Regions from separate parts of the Callithrix jacchus genome. Here region 1 is linked to region 2. Evidence: chromatin contacts called from public Hi-C data. All regions are on one chromosome and are shown on one strand. The core of a region is the stretch at or near the end of the contact, and the rest is flanking DNA. Distances in the headings are between cores, read along the strand shown. Region 1 has its middle 5.1 kb from the start of TSEN2. Region 2 overlaps SYN2 (synapsin II).

Region 1 (6,478 bases), core at 3,924-6,423, 340 kb before region 2:
GGGCAAGGGGAGAGACAGCTGGAGAGAGGTTGTAATACTGGATCAGAACATGCCAATTTAAGAAATACTGGTTTTAAAATTAGAGGGCTTTAACAATGAAAGGGATTCAGAGGTTGTCCAATTAAACTTCCTTATTTAACTGATAAGAAAACAGGTCCAGTGGCACTGTGAGTTGTCAGAGATAACCGAGCAGGTCTGAGGTATGGCTGAGACTAGAGCCAGGTCTCCTAAATCCCATCCCAGCTTGTGGAAGGATTTGGGGTTTACTGATAATGGGATCTCAGATGACACATCTGTCCTCAACAGAAGGTCCGGAGTAAAAGCTACTGAATAAGAAAGCCATCTGCCCCCAAATGTTTTTTAAAATTAAAAAAGAAAAAAATTAAGGAAATTTAAAAAAAAGAAATTCTTCCCCAAGATTTTCTCCTCAAGTGCATTTTAAACCCTTTGATATTTTTCAAACATACAACATAAAAGTAGAGAAAATTGTCCAATAAATCATCACCTCCAGCCAGGTGTGGTGGCTCACATCTGTAATCCCAGCACTTTGGAAGACTGAGGCCGGCAGATCACCTGAGGTCAGGAATTTTCCTGACCAACATGGAGAAACCCCATTTCTACTAAAAATGCATAATTAGCCGAGTGTGGTGGCACATGCTTATAATCCCAGCTACTCGGGACACTGAGGCAGGAGAATCGCTTGTGGGAGGCAGAGGTTGCAAGGAGCTAAGATCACGCCATTGCACTCCAGCCTGGGCAACAAGAGCAAAACTTTGTCCCAAAAACTAAAAATAAAAAAAATATATAAATAATTGCTTCCACAACCTTCAACTTTTGGTATCTCATTTCTTTTGCATTCTCCATATAAACACTTTTATCTCCTTGCTGGAGTATTTTACAACAATCTTAGACATTATATAACCTCATGATATTTCAGTAGTATCTCTAATAGATAAGGACTTAATTTTATTACAATGCATCTGCATTTATATATATATGTATATACACACACACAGGCATGTGTCAACTGTGTAGTTCTCATTATCTGAGGTAATTCTGTTCTATAAAGTTGCTACAAACACTGAATTAGTAAATACTGAACTACTGTTTCCAGGAGAAATTACAAGGTTAGGTGTCCGTGAGTCTGCTCACAACATTTTCATCAACTGATCAATACATAAACTCATTTTATGTGTTTCTGTTTAAAGACACCTTATATAATTTGTTGATTCATCAACACTGAACTCGCAGCCAACAGCACTATAACTCCTACCTAAAGGCACACCTGTTTCCTCCAATAAGGCACATTTATCTGACACACCTGTTTTCTCCAATAAGGCACATTTCTTGGCTGGGGAACACCAGACAGAACTTCAGCACTCCACTTGGGGCCTTTTAAACAGTTAAATCACCAATAAAAAAGCACAAAAATATGAAAAACATGGCACAAACTAGAGCTCAAAAAAGCATACTTATTTATGGTACGAAAGCGAAAACTAGAAGGCAGAGTCTCCTTGTTCAACTTCAGCTGGGAATGTACACGTTGGGTGACTCAAATTTTTTGGTGCTCTGTGCACGCACATAACTGCAGATAACTGTGACAGTGAAGTATTGATTATGATGTTACAAATAAGTTTTAGCAACTAGCTGAGTTTGTCAATACAGAATCCAAGAATAGGGATGATTGACTACACCAACATATCGCCAGTAGCACTAGCACATTTAATAAAATGAACAGTTATCTGTGAAATGTGCCACAGAACCCCTGAGTAATATTTGGGATATACTTAAGAAAAAAGATGATCTGAAATTCAAGTTCATCTGAGTACCTTATATTTTATCTGGCCACACTAGTAACAATTTATTGGGCATTTACTATGTGCCAGCCACTTTTGCATCCATGATCTTATTTAATTCTCACACCAGGGATGTGAGACTGGTGTTCTTACCTCTGTTCTGCAGCCAAGGTTACCGCACATACCCTTGGTGTCATTGCTAGGAAGTAGTGAAGGCCAGATGAGGATATGGATCTACAGGGCTTATGCCCTTTTAATCTGTCATGCTGGATACAGGAGGACAGCGGATTAAGAAAATACAACAGGCCAGGCACAGTGGGCTCATGCCTGTAATCCCAGCACTTTGGGAGGCCATGGTGGGTGGATCACCTGAGGTCAGGAGTTCAAGACCAGCCTGGCCAACACAGAGGAAACCCAGTCTCTACTTAAAAAAAAATACAAAAATTAGCCAGACGTGGTGGCACACGCCTGTAATCCCAGCTACTCAGGAGGCTGAGGCAGAATAGCTTAAAACTGGGAGGTGGAGGTTGCAGTAAGCTGAGATCATGCCACTACACTCCAGTCTGGGCCACAGGGTGAGACTTGGTCTCAAAAAAAGAAAAAACAAACAAACAAACAAAAAGAGAAACAAAACAAACAAAAACCAGGCAACATTCAATATTGAAATATAAAAGTAACGGTTAAGTGTCGGTGGGAGGTCAGGGAAGACCAGGATGAGTTGAAGAGGTAGCCTATGAGCTGTGCCTGGAGGGGAGGTTAGCCTTAGGAGGTGGAAAGGAAGAGGGCAAGTGGCTGTCTGGGGCACCAGGGCACGCCCATATGCAAGGCTGGAATGGGCCTTGGTTCCGGAGCCAGGGAGGAGCTGGGCCTGGCCGGGGCAGGAGGTCAGAGCTGTGATAAGGTCTGATAGGTAGGGCGGGGACCGATTGTGGAGGCACTTGAATTCCAGGCTTGGCTTTTGGACTTTACCCTGCAGACAATGGGGAGCCACCAGCGTTTCTGAGCAGGGCAGGGCAGCCCCAGCTGTCGCCCCACTGTTTTTCTGAGACAGCATCAAACCCTGTAGTATTTCCTAGAGTCCACCAGATGGAGACATTTCAGCAAATTTAAACCACCTAGTTTCTGGCTGTCACTGCTTTACTGATGTAAAAACAAAATACAGGGATCCTACTAAGCTCCAAGTCTTTACTCAGCATCCTCAGCAGAAAATGCAAGGGCTGTGAAACAAAAATCAAATCAGAGACATAGTCCAGCTTCACTCTGTTGGTGAGCAAAGAGGGACTGAGTCTCAGCAGCTCTTTGAGGTCCCTGTTATCCCATTTACAGGTGAGGAAGCTCAGATTCTGCAGTGGACATTTATGCCATTATTTACCAGACTAACACCAGGCTGGGCTATGGGATAGAGTTGACACTGTGTGTGAAGGGACAGGCTGGGCAAGCCCCCAAGGCATTGCCTTGCTGTGTGGGCTCTAAGGGCTGAGAGTCCCTTGTGCAAAGGGTAAAGAATTACCTGAGATCCAAAAAGATCTGTAGCGCTGATGATGAAAGCTATCTGGATTCCTACCATCTGCACTAATCCAGGTTTGTTTAAAGACAGACCCACTTAACTCTCTCCAGCAGCCTCGTGAGTTGCTGGATCATCATACTCATTTTATAGGTAAGAAAACAGATTCAGAGAGGTGAGATGAGTTGCCCAAGGTCACAAAGGGAGTATAAACATCAGGGAGGCGGACAGCCTTGGTGGCTCATGCCTATAATCCCAGAACTTTGAGAGGCTGAGGTAGGTGGATCACCTGAGGTCTAGAGTTTGAGACCGGCCTGGCCAGCAAGAGAAAACCCCATCTCTACTAAAAATACAAAAATTAGCCAAGTATGGTGGCACGTGCCTGTAATCCCAGCTACTTGGGAGGCTGAGGCAGGAGAATCGCTTGAGCCTGGGAGGCATAGGTTGCAGTGAGCTGAGATTTTGTCACTGCACTCCAGCCTGGATGACAGAGTGAGACTTCATCTCAAAAAAAAAAAAACAACCAAAGAAAACAAAAAAACAAAACACAACAAAAAACAACAGAGGGTGGACTAGATTTCATACTCCTATTCCTGCCCTGTTTCTTTCCATGAACAATCAAACAAACTCTACTTCTCCGTAAATTTCCTAGAGAAACTTAGGCATCTGTGTCCAAAGAAACAAATACAAATATTTTAATTAAAGCATTATGATTTCTAATTTTTTTTAAAAAGAGACAACCTTTACCCAGGCATGGTGGTGCATGCCTGTGGTCCCAACTACTATGAAGGCTGAGGCAGGAGGACAGTTTGAGGCCAGGAGTTCAAGGCAGCAGTGAGCCATGATCACTCCACTGCACTCCAGCCTGGGTAACAGAACAAGAACTTGTCTCAAAAAAAAAAAAAAAAAGACAACCTAAATGTTCATCCCTAGAGAAATGGATATGTAAAACATGGTATAAAATGTTCATACGGTGGAATACTATGTAGCAATGCAGCAGCTGAAAGGAGTGAACAGTTTTTTTTTTTTTGAGACAGGGTCTGGCTCTGTCACCCAGGCTGGAATGCAATGGAGTGATCACAGCTCACTGTAGCCTTAAACTCCTTGCCCCAAGCCATCTTCCTGTCTCAGCCTCCTGGGTAGCTGCAACTACATGCCTGTGCCACCACACCTAGCTAATTTAGAACATTTTTGTAGAGACAGGATCTCACTATATTGTGCAGGCTGGATCTCTTTTATAGACAATATATATTAATGTAGGTAGATTTCAAAAACGTAACATTTGTTGATAAAGGCAAGATGTATACCAATGTGAATCATATGATACCATTTATGTAAATTAATATATAATCAAATGCTAAATGTATGTATAGATACATTAAAATATTTGAAAATAACAGGAAGGATATACACCAAATTCATTAGTTATCTGTGGGACTTGGGTAGTAGATAAAGGGACTTCAGCTTTGTCTCTATTATTTTCTAAAAAGAAAAAAAAACAATTAGAAGCAAATATGGGTGGTGGGATTATAGGTGATTGTTGAACGTTGTATTCATTTGTATATCTGAATATTTGTGCAAAAAGATGCTTCAAGCAAACAAACAAGTACAAAGCTAGGAAACAACAAAAACCAAAGTAATTTTGCTATTTAAGATCAACAGTTTGAAGATGGAGGCAGCCAGTACTCCAGGAGGGCCTCGAGGAGCCTGGGAAGGAGGTCAAGAGCTCATAAGTGCTGGTCCTGCACAGAGGCTTGGGATTTGTTGTTGTGGAAATATGGCATGGTAGGGTCCCTTTCACCAGCATTTCCAGGGCAGGAGCCCAGTCCTGGCATTCCACCAATGATCCCACCACTCTGCGACTGCCATCCCTGCCAGAGAGAAGTGAGTGCCAGGTGAGGATCGCTTCAAGGAGGAAACAGAGGACGGAGGAGCAGGTGCAGGGGCCCTGGGGAAAATGTGGCTCCTCCTGTGGGAGCAGGGTGGCTGGCAGTGGCCACACTTTCTAGTTTCTCGCCCTCTTTCCCTTCTTTTTGGCTATTTTCTCTGAACTCATGGTCAAATAGACCATTCCTTAATGTGTGTCCTTGACAGACCACGCCCACGTTCCAGCACCAGGCACTCCAACTGGAATAAAAGTGCAGTCCTCATTTTGCAGGTCTCCCAGGGCTGTGCTGACGTCGTGAAATCACAGCCCTAGTGTTCTTTGGAAACTGTTCCTCACTACCAAGAGATAAAGGATCATCACTTCTCCTCTTTCCCTGCTTCCTTTCCATTTGTCATAGTACACAAAATAATATGGGTACACACTGAGCCTAGAGTTTAACTTTCATTGCCCCGTTTTCCCACTCTTTGATTCCTCACCATGCCTCTGTTAGTAAATATTTTTATTCTCCCCATTTTAAAGATGAGGAAAGTGAGGCTCAGAGAAGTTAAATAATTTACCCAAGGTAACCCAGCTAAGAAGTGGCAACAGTGAGATTTAAACCCACGTCCTCCAACACAACAGGCCCTTTGGCCTATGTTGATGAATTTTATGTACAATGTCTTTTATGATCTCATATCTTATCCGAAAAGAAGGTACAGACCATCTTTTGCGTTTTGTTCCCTCTCTCTCTCTCTTTCCCTCTCAAAATAACATAAAAATCTTCTCTGTTGCAAATTGTTTTTGCCTTGCATGTGACACCCCTGTAGGTCCCCACCTCTGAGCTCAGAATTTTAAACTCCTGGGTGGCTGAAAAACTCTGCTCTCCTCACAAGAGAGATGGAAGAAGAGGCCGAACATGGCCCAAACCTGGCTTTTCTGCTTGCCTGGGTGCATCTGCCTCAGATGTCAAAAGGCCTGAATTCCAGGCAAACCAGGAATAATGCCCCAGTCATCAAATTTGAAACCAAAACTCAGCAAAGACATATATTTGCTGCCAGAAAGCAAATAGCTTTTTCTTTCTCATTTTTTTTCACCCAAACAAAACATCCTCTTATGAAATATGTCCAATTTGCAATATTTACTTTCCCTTTATTTAATAACAGGAAAGGGTTTTCTGGACTTTTGTTGATTTTTGCATTTCTTATTAAAATTCTTAAGGGGGTTTTGGGGGAACTTAATCAGCAAAAAGGAGGAAAAAAATCTCATGTGCATTCCACAGGACTTATTAATGGAGGAAACTTGCTGTTTGTT
Region 2 (6,370 bases), core at 1,725-4,224:
GTTACGGCCTGAACTAAGAATTTACATCAAGGTGCTTACATGCTGCCAGGTTTCCTAATTCACTCATTTATTTTGTGGGTTTTGAACACTGATATTAAAGTATATTTATAGATTTTGGCTGGGTTTGTTTGCCACTTCCTGCACCTGCCCATTGACCAAGTTGGCTAATGAACTGTTTTCATGCCTTCCCTCCACCCCCACCTCTCTAGCTATCCTAATGCCTTTTCCTTAAGGTAATTTGTCCTGTTGGAAATCTTAGTGTGTGTTTCCTGGCCCAGAGTCACTGACCTCTCTTGGCTGAGCCACCACCTTATAGAAAAGGAGCCAAGATGGCCGGCAGATGGGACACAGAGCTCTCCTGTGGAGAATGAGCACATTCTTGCAGCTCCAGGCTCTTGGACATTTTAATTCTAGGTATTTTCATAAAAATTGTGTAACTTGCTAGCAAATGATAGAAGTGCTTCCTGATACTAAGGGAGCACTAGTACAGGGCAGTGTAATAGAATCCAGAGGATGGGCTTTGGAATCACAATCTGGGGTACAAATTCTAGCTGTACCCTGTCCTAGCTGTGTGACCTTAGCGGGGTTTATTTTTTAAAAATAGTATGTCATGTGGTTAAACCCATCAACCAATCTATCTTTAAAACTATATAAAAGGATAAAGTGAAAAGTAAAATTTTCTCTTTTCCCATTCCTCTCTTATCATACATAGTTCCCATTATCAATTATAAGCATATATTTCCAGTGGGGAAGAAAAAAATTGTGACTATACCTGCATACATATATGCTTCAAGCACATACATATGGCATGCTACATAAATTCTTTTTTTGAAACTTGATTTTATTTTTCACACTTAAAAATATATCTTAGTGATATGCTTTCAGCACATATTGATGAGCTTCTTCCTTTTTAATATGAAATTCCATTTGAAGGAAATACAGTAATTTAACCAATATTTATTGGTACACATTTATTGGTATTGGCATTATTTATTGGTAAACACATTAGATTTCTTGTTTCTTGTTTTTGCTATTACAAACAATGCTACAATGGCTTATATTTAAAAATATATCCATAGGATAAATAATTTATGACAGAATTGCTGGTGCAAGGAACAGACACAGTTATGGTTTTTACTGATATTGCCAAACGGTCCTCCACCCAAGAAAAAGATACTATTCTCACCAGCATTTGAAAGTTTGTGAAAACTACTCTATTTCCCTTAGTTTTCCCACACAGTCCCCAGCAGAAGATAGGAACAGATAAGATACCCAGTATGAACTTTTTTTCTTTTTTTGAGACAGGGTCTTGCTCTGTTGCCCAGGCTGGAGTGAGTGTTGCAATCATGACTCACTGTAGCCTCAACCTCCTGAGCTCCAGTGATCCTCCTGCCTCAGCCTCCCAAGTAGCTGGAATTACAGGCACATGCCACCATGCCAGGCTAATTTAAAAAATTTTTTGTAGAGACAAGGTCTCACTATGTTGCCCAGGCTGTTCTTGAACTCTTGTCCTACCTTGGACTCTGAAAGTGCTGGGATTCTAGGAGTGAGCCACCATGCCCTGCCAATATGGACTTTCTGATTGGCAGTCTTGTCAAATAAATCTAAATTCATCCCCTTGTGCTCAATCCTAAACAGAACCCAAGATGTACATCCTTGAAACACAGACTAAAAATATCTGTAGTGCCTGTGTTGTCAATTTCCCCCTATTGTAACATTTTCTTAACAAGCCTAGCAGCTGAGGATCTATGTAAGTTTAATGGCTTGCAGCTTCCTTGATGGACCAGGTAATGAACCATCTCCCCTTATTGCTAAAATGAGCAAAAGCTTCTAGATTTAACTCTTGTTACTCAAGAAAGTGAATACCTTCATCAATTCCCATCTACCTACCAACGAGGGCTTGTGAGGGTGAGGAATATGACTTCAGAGACTTCTCTCCTAACGCCCCCACAACACTTGGCTCAACCCAGGCAAGCCTAGCTTAAATACTCCCTCTTTTATGCATGGGACAATGAAGAAAGAGTTCTAGAAATAGGAGCCGGGGAAGCTGAGTTCAGGCCTACTTCTATCACTTTTCAGCTGTGTGACTTTGGGCAAGTAATGCCTCTCTGAGTCTCAGTTGTGTCATTTATAAAATAGGGCTAATGATGATCCTAATAGTGAACACCTGTGATGTACTAAGCACTATTCTAAGTGTTTTATGTACTTTACCTCATTTAATAATGTTTAGCTCACAGGTGGTTGTGAAGATTTAATGAAATCAGATGACATGAAAATGTTTTGGAAATGCTGAAATGTTATGCAAATATGAAGCACTGTTAGCAAAAAGCTGCACACATTTATGCTATTTTAAAATGACTACAGCAAACATGGCTTCTTCCTTTCCTGAACTTTCATCACATTTATTGTCTGCTCATATTTGGCTCATAGCATTATCATCTTACAACACCTTTCAAAGTTAGTTGTCTAAGAATTGGACACCCCTCCCCCACCTCTGCCCACAGACCACTAGATTATGTAAGAATGCTTCAGAGCAGGTACGATCCATATGTGAGTCTTGGATTTTTCAGAACATTTTCAATTTTAAATACTGATTATGTTTTATTGTTTGATTATATACTCTAGGCCTGTACAAATATAAACACTATATCCATAGATTTCCAAATCCTACGCAGAGCTATGACTTAGTAGCCTCACAATCAGGACTTGCTTATTGACTGGAGAAGTTAGGAATGGTGGTTTGGGCTGGACCACTGGAGAAAACCAGAAGAGACCAGTCTCAGGACGGTGTCTATTTCTGCAGGCCCAGCCATCTTCTCTCTTCTCACATGTGTCAATCCCAAGAGTCAAGTTTTTTCCTTCCTCTCCTTGCCCACATGAAAACCTGTTTACAATGCCTGTCTATATTGGTACTAAGGACCTGAAACAACCTAGAGTATAAATCCTCCCCCAGATGACTGTAATTTGCATAAAGATCAAATCTCAGACAAGAAGATGACAACACTAAAGGTGGATTCACATGCTCCAGTAGGCATTTAGGGAGGAAAAGACTTTCTTACAGCTCTGGAAATAGTCCAGCACCTAGTAAATTCCTAGCGCTGGTTTGGACATTTATCTTTAGCAAAGTACTAGTTTCTGGCTCTTAGTGACTCTGACTCGGGCCTTGTTCTTTCAACCAAGCATCTCAAGGCTTCAAGAAGTTAGAAAATAAACTAGAAATAGTAGGAAATTCCTGTTTCCCAGCCTATACTGTTAGGGTAAAATGAAGCCTGCCTCCTGGTGCAGTTTGTGAGCGACTGCCGCCACCCACTGGCAAGATGAATATTGCAGCTAACTGCAGTCAGCTCACCACTCACTGCACTGGCTGAATAGCCATGGACCCTAGAGGCTTATTTGCTGCTCTGCAAAACCATACCTGAAGATTAACTGTCTCGTCTAAAAAGTATGCATCCACTCCCCTCCCCCAAACAAGGTGGATAGCTAGATTTTGCAACTTGTAGAAAGAAATGCCGTGGTTAATCAGTAAATTAAGCAAAAATTTACTGAGTACCCAGTTATAGGCTGGAACTATAAAAATTGACAACCATTAGTGGTCACCAAGTAAAGAAGGCACAATCTACAAAAGGACACCAATATCTGCATGGGGGTCACTGCTAATTTTCCATTCAACTCTTCAGATTTACATCTAGCATTCACATTTCTACCTTTCAATCTTTTACTTTAAAAAAAAATTTAAGCACACAACTAAAACAGTAAGTTTCATGTAGCCCAGGAAGATGTACAGTGGAAAGAAAGGTTCCTCTACTTCATTTGTCAGTGGAGAAACAGAAACAAAAACGAAAGACTGTAGTAATTCAGGGTATCAACTGCAGCAGACATACAAGCATAGCATTATGGGAACCCAAAGGAGGGAGCCATTCTCCCTGCCTGGAGAAGTCCAGGAATGCTCCACAAAGACTGAACTGAGTCTTAAAGAATGAGTAGGAATTAGCCACACAGGAAGGAGGACACAGGATTGCAATGTAAGGGCAAAGGCACAGAAGCTTGGGTGGGGCTCTGGGCAATACACTGCTGGATGAGCACTGAAGAGCAGAGGTTCCAAGGTAGGTCTGAGAGGAGAGCAAAGGGCTTTAAATGTCAGGCGGAGTCACTAGGACTTGAGGGCTAGCCTCCAGATGATTTTTTACAAATTTTCATTACAGAAATATCCTCAATAATCATCAACATTTTACCAATCTTTTTCATTTATTACTCTCACTGTTTTTGTTGTTGAGACCATGGTTTGAGTATTTTAAGGCAAATTCCAACATGTCATTTCTCCTGCCAATTTTTTTGAGTCAGAGTTTCGCTCTTGTTGCCCAAGCTGGAGTGTAGTGGCACGATCTTGGCTCACCTCAACCTCCACCTCCTGGGTTCAAGCGATTCTCCTACCTCAGCCTCCCAAGTAGGCTAATTTTTTATGTTTTTAGTAGAGAGTTTCTCCATGTTAGTCAGGGTGGTCTCGAACTCCCGACCTCAGATGATCCGCCTACCTTAGCCTCGCAAAGTGCTGGGATTACAGGTGTGAGCACCATGCCTGGCCTCAATTTTTAAGTTTCCTCTCTAACTGGTAAAGATTCTTATTTTTATTATTTACAGTGGCAAAATAGACATAATGACATTTTCCATTTAAACAAAAAACATACACTTTTATGTATATTCACAATGTTGTGCAACCACCACCACTACCTATTTTTCAAACTTTTTCATCATCCCAAACAAAAACTCTGTAATCAATAAGCAATAACTCCCCATTCCTCTCTCCCCTCAGTCCCAGGTAACCTCTAATCTACCTCGTCTATATTAATTTGCCTATTCTAGGATAACAACTTTTTAAATATAAATAACACGCCATTGTCTCACCAAACAAAATTAGCAATTTTTATTTTTTTATTTTATTTTTTTTCCTTTTTTCTTTTTTTTAAATTGCATTTTAGGTTTTGGGGTACATGTGCAGAACATGCAAGGTAGTTGCATAGGTACACATATGGCAGTGTGTTTTGCTGCCTTCCTCCCCTTCACCCACATTTGGCATTTCTCCCCAGGCTATCCCTCCCCAGCTCCCCCCACCCTATTCCCCCAATAGACCCCAGTGTGTAGTACTCCTTCCCTGTGTCCATGTGTTCTCATTTCTCATCACCCGCCTATGAGTGAGAATATGCGGTATTTCATTTTCTGTTCTTGTGTCAGTTTGCTGAGAATGATGTTCTCCAGATTCATCCATGTCCCTACAAAGGACACAAACTCATCATTTTTGATTGCTGCATAGTATTCCATGGTGTATATGTGCCACATTTTCCCAGTCCAGTCTGTCATCGATGGGCATTTGGGTTGGTTCCAGGTCTTTGCTATTGTAAACAGTGCTGCAATAAACATTCGTGTGCATGTGTCCTTATAGTAGAACGATTTATAGTCCTTTGGATATATACCCAGTAATGGGATTGCTGGGTCAAATGGAATTTCTATTTCTAAGGCCTTGAGGAATCGCCACACTGTCTTCCACAATGGTTGAACTAATTTATACTCCCACCAACAGTGTAAAAATGTTCCTATTTCTCCACTTCCTCTCCAGCATCTGTTGTCTCCAGATTTTTTAATGATCGCCATTCTAACTGGCATGAGATGGTATCTCAATGTGGTTTTGATTTGCATCTCTCTAATGAACAGTGATGATGAGCATTTTTTCATGTTTGTTGGCCTCATGCATGTCTTCTTTTGTAAAATGTCTGTTCATATCAACAATTTTTATTAATATCTTTACTGAGTCTGTATTCAAATTTTCCCAACTGTCTCAGAAAATACTTAAAGATTTTAAGCAGCGAGATCATATGGTCAGATATGCTGAGATCTGAGAGACTGCTTTCTCTGGAATACAGAGAAGACTGAAGGGAATGAATCAGTGCTTAAGATCATTTCAGAAGCCAATGTAGTAACTAGACTTCAAGATTTTTTATTTTACTGGCAATTGGCAGACCAATACTTACTGCATAGCACTCACCTGACAATTCAATTAATCGCTTGATTGATTAAGTCTAGGAGCTTAGTAGCTAGCTAGGAAATGACAGCGACATTTAAAAAATCAGATTTAGGCTAGGCGTGGTGGCTCAAACCTCTAATCCCAGCACTTTGGAAGGCTGAGGCGGGTGGATCATGAGGTCAGGAGTTTGTGATCAGCCTGGCCAACATGGTGAAAACCAGACTCTACTAAAAATATAAAAATTAAGTGGGCGTGGTGGTGGGCGCCTGTATCCCAACTACTTGGGAGGCTGAGGCTGAGGCCAGAGAACTGCTTGAACCCAGGAGGCAGAGGTTGCAGTGAGCCGAGACTGCA

The links. A called contact is a pair of places that touch in the nucleus more often than the background predicts.
Region 1: a contact with region 2 is called in a Hi-C map of skeletal muscle, with 17 times the contacts expected there. The contact joins two enhancer-like sites. A contact is called at or near these places in 3 of 3 Hi-C or Micro-C datasets (induced pluripotent stem cells and skeletal muscle).

What each region holds. Positions count from the first base shown.
Region 1 is chr15:69,640,841-69,647,318 of calJac240_pri, reverse strand. No RefSeq gene overlaps it. Among named protein-coding and RNA genes, the nearest start is that of TSEN2, 5.1 kb to the left of the region's middle. Within about 2 kb of position 5,173, at least 3 of the 16 cell types and tissues checked have an H3K27ac peak or open chromatin away from gene starts, as enhancers often do.
Region 2 is chr15:69,302,810-69,309,179 of calJac240_pri, reverse strand. All of the region lies in intron 1 of SYN2 (synapsin II), which reads right to left. Among named protein-coding and RNA genes, the nearest start is that of TIMP4, 23 kb to the left of the region's middle. Within about 2 kb of position 2,974, at least 2 of the 16 cell types and tissues checked have an H3K27ac peak or open chromatin away from gene starts, as enhancers often do.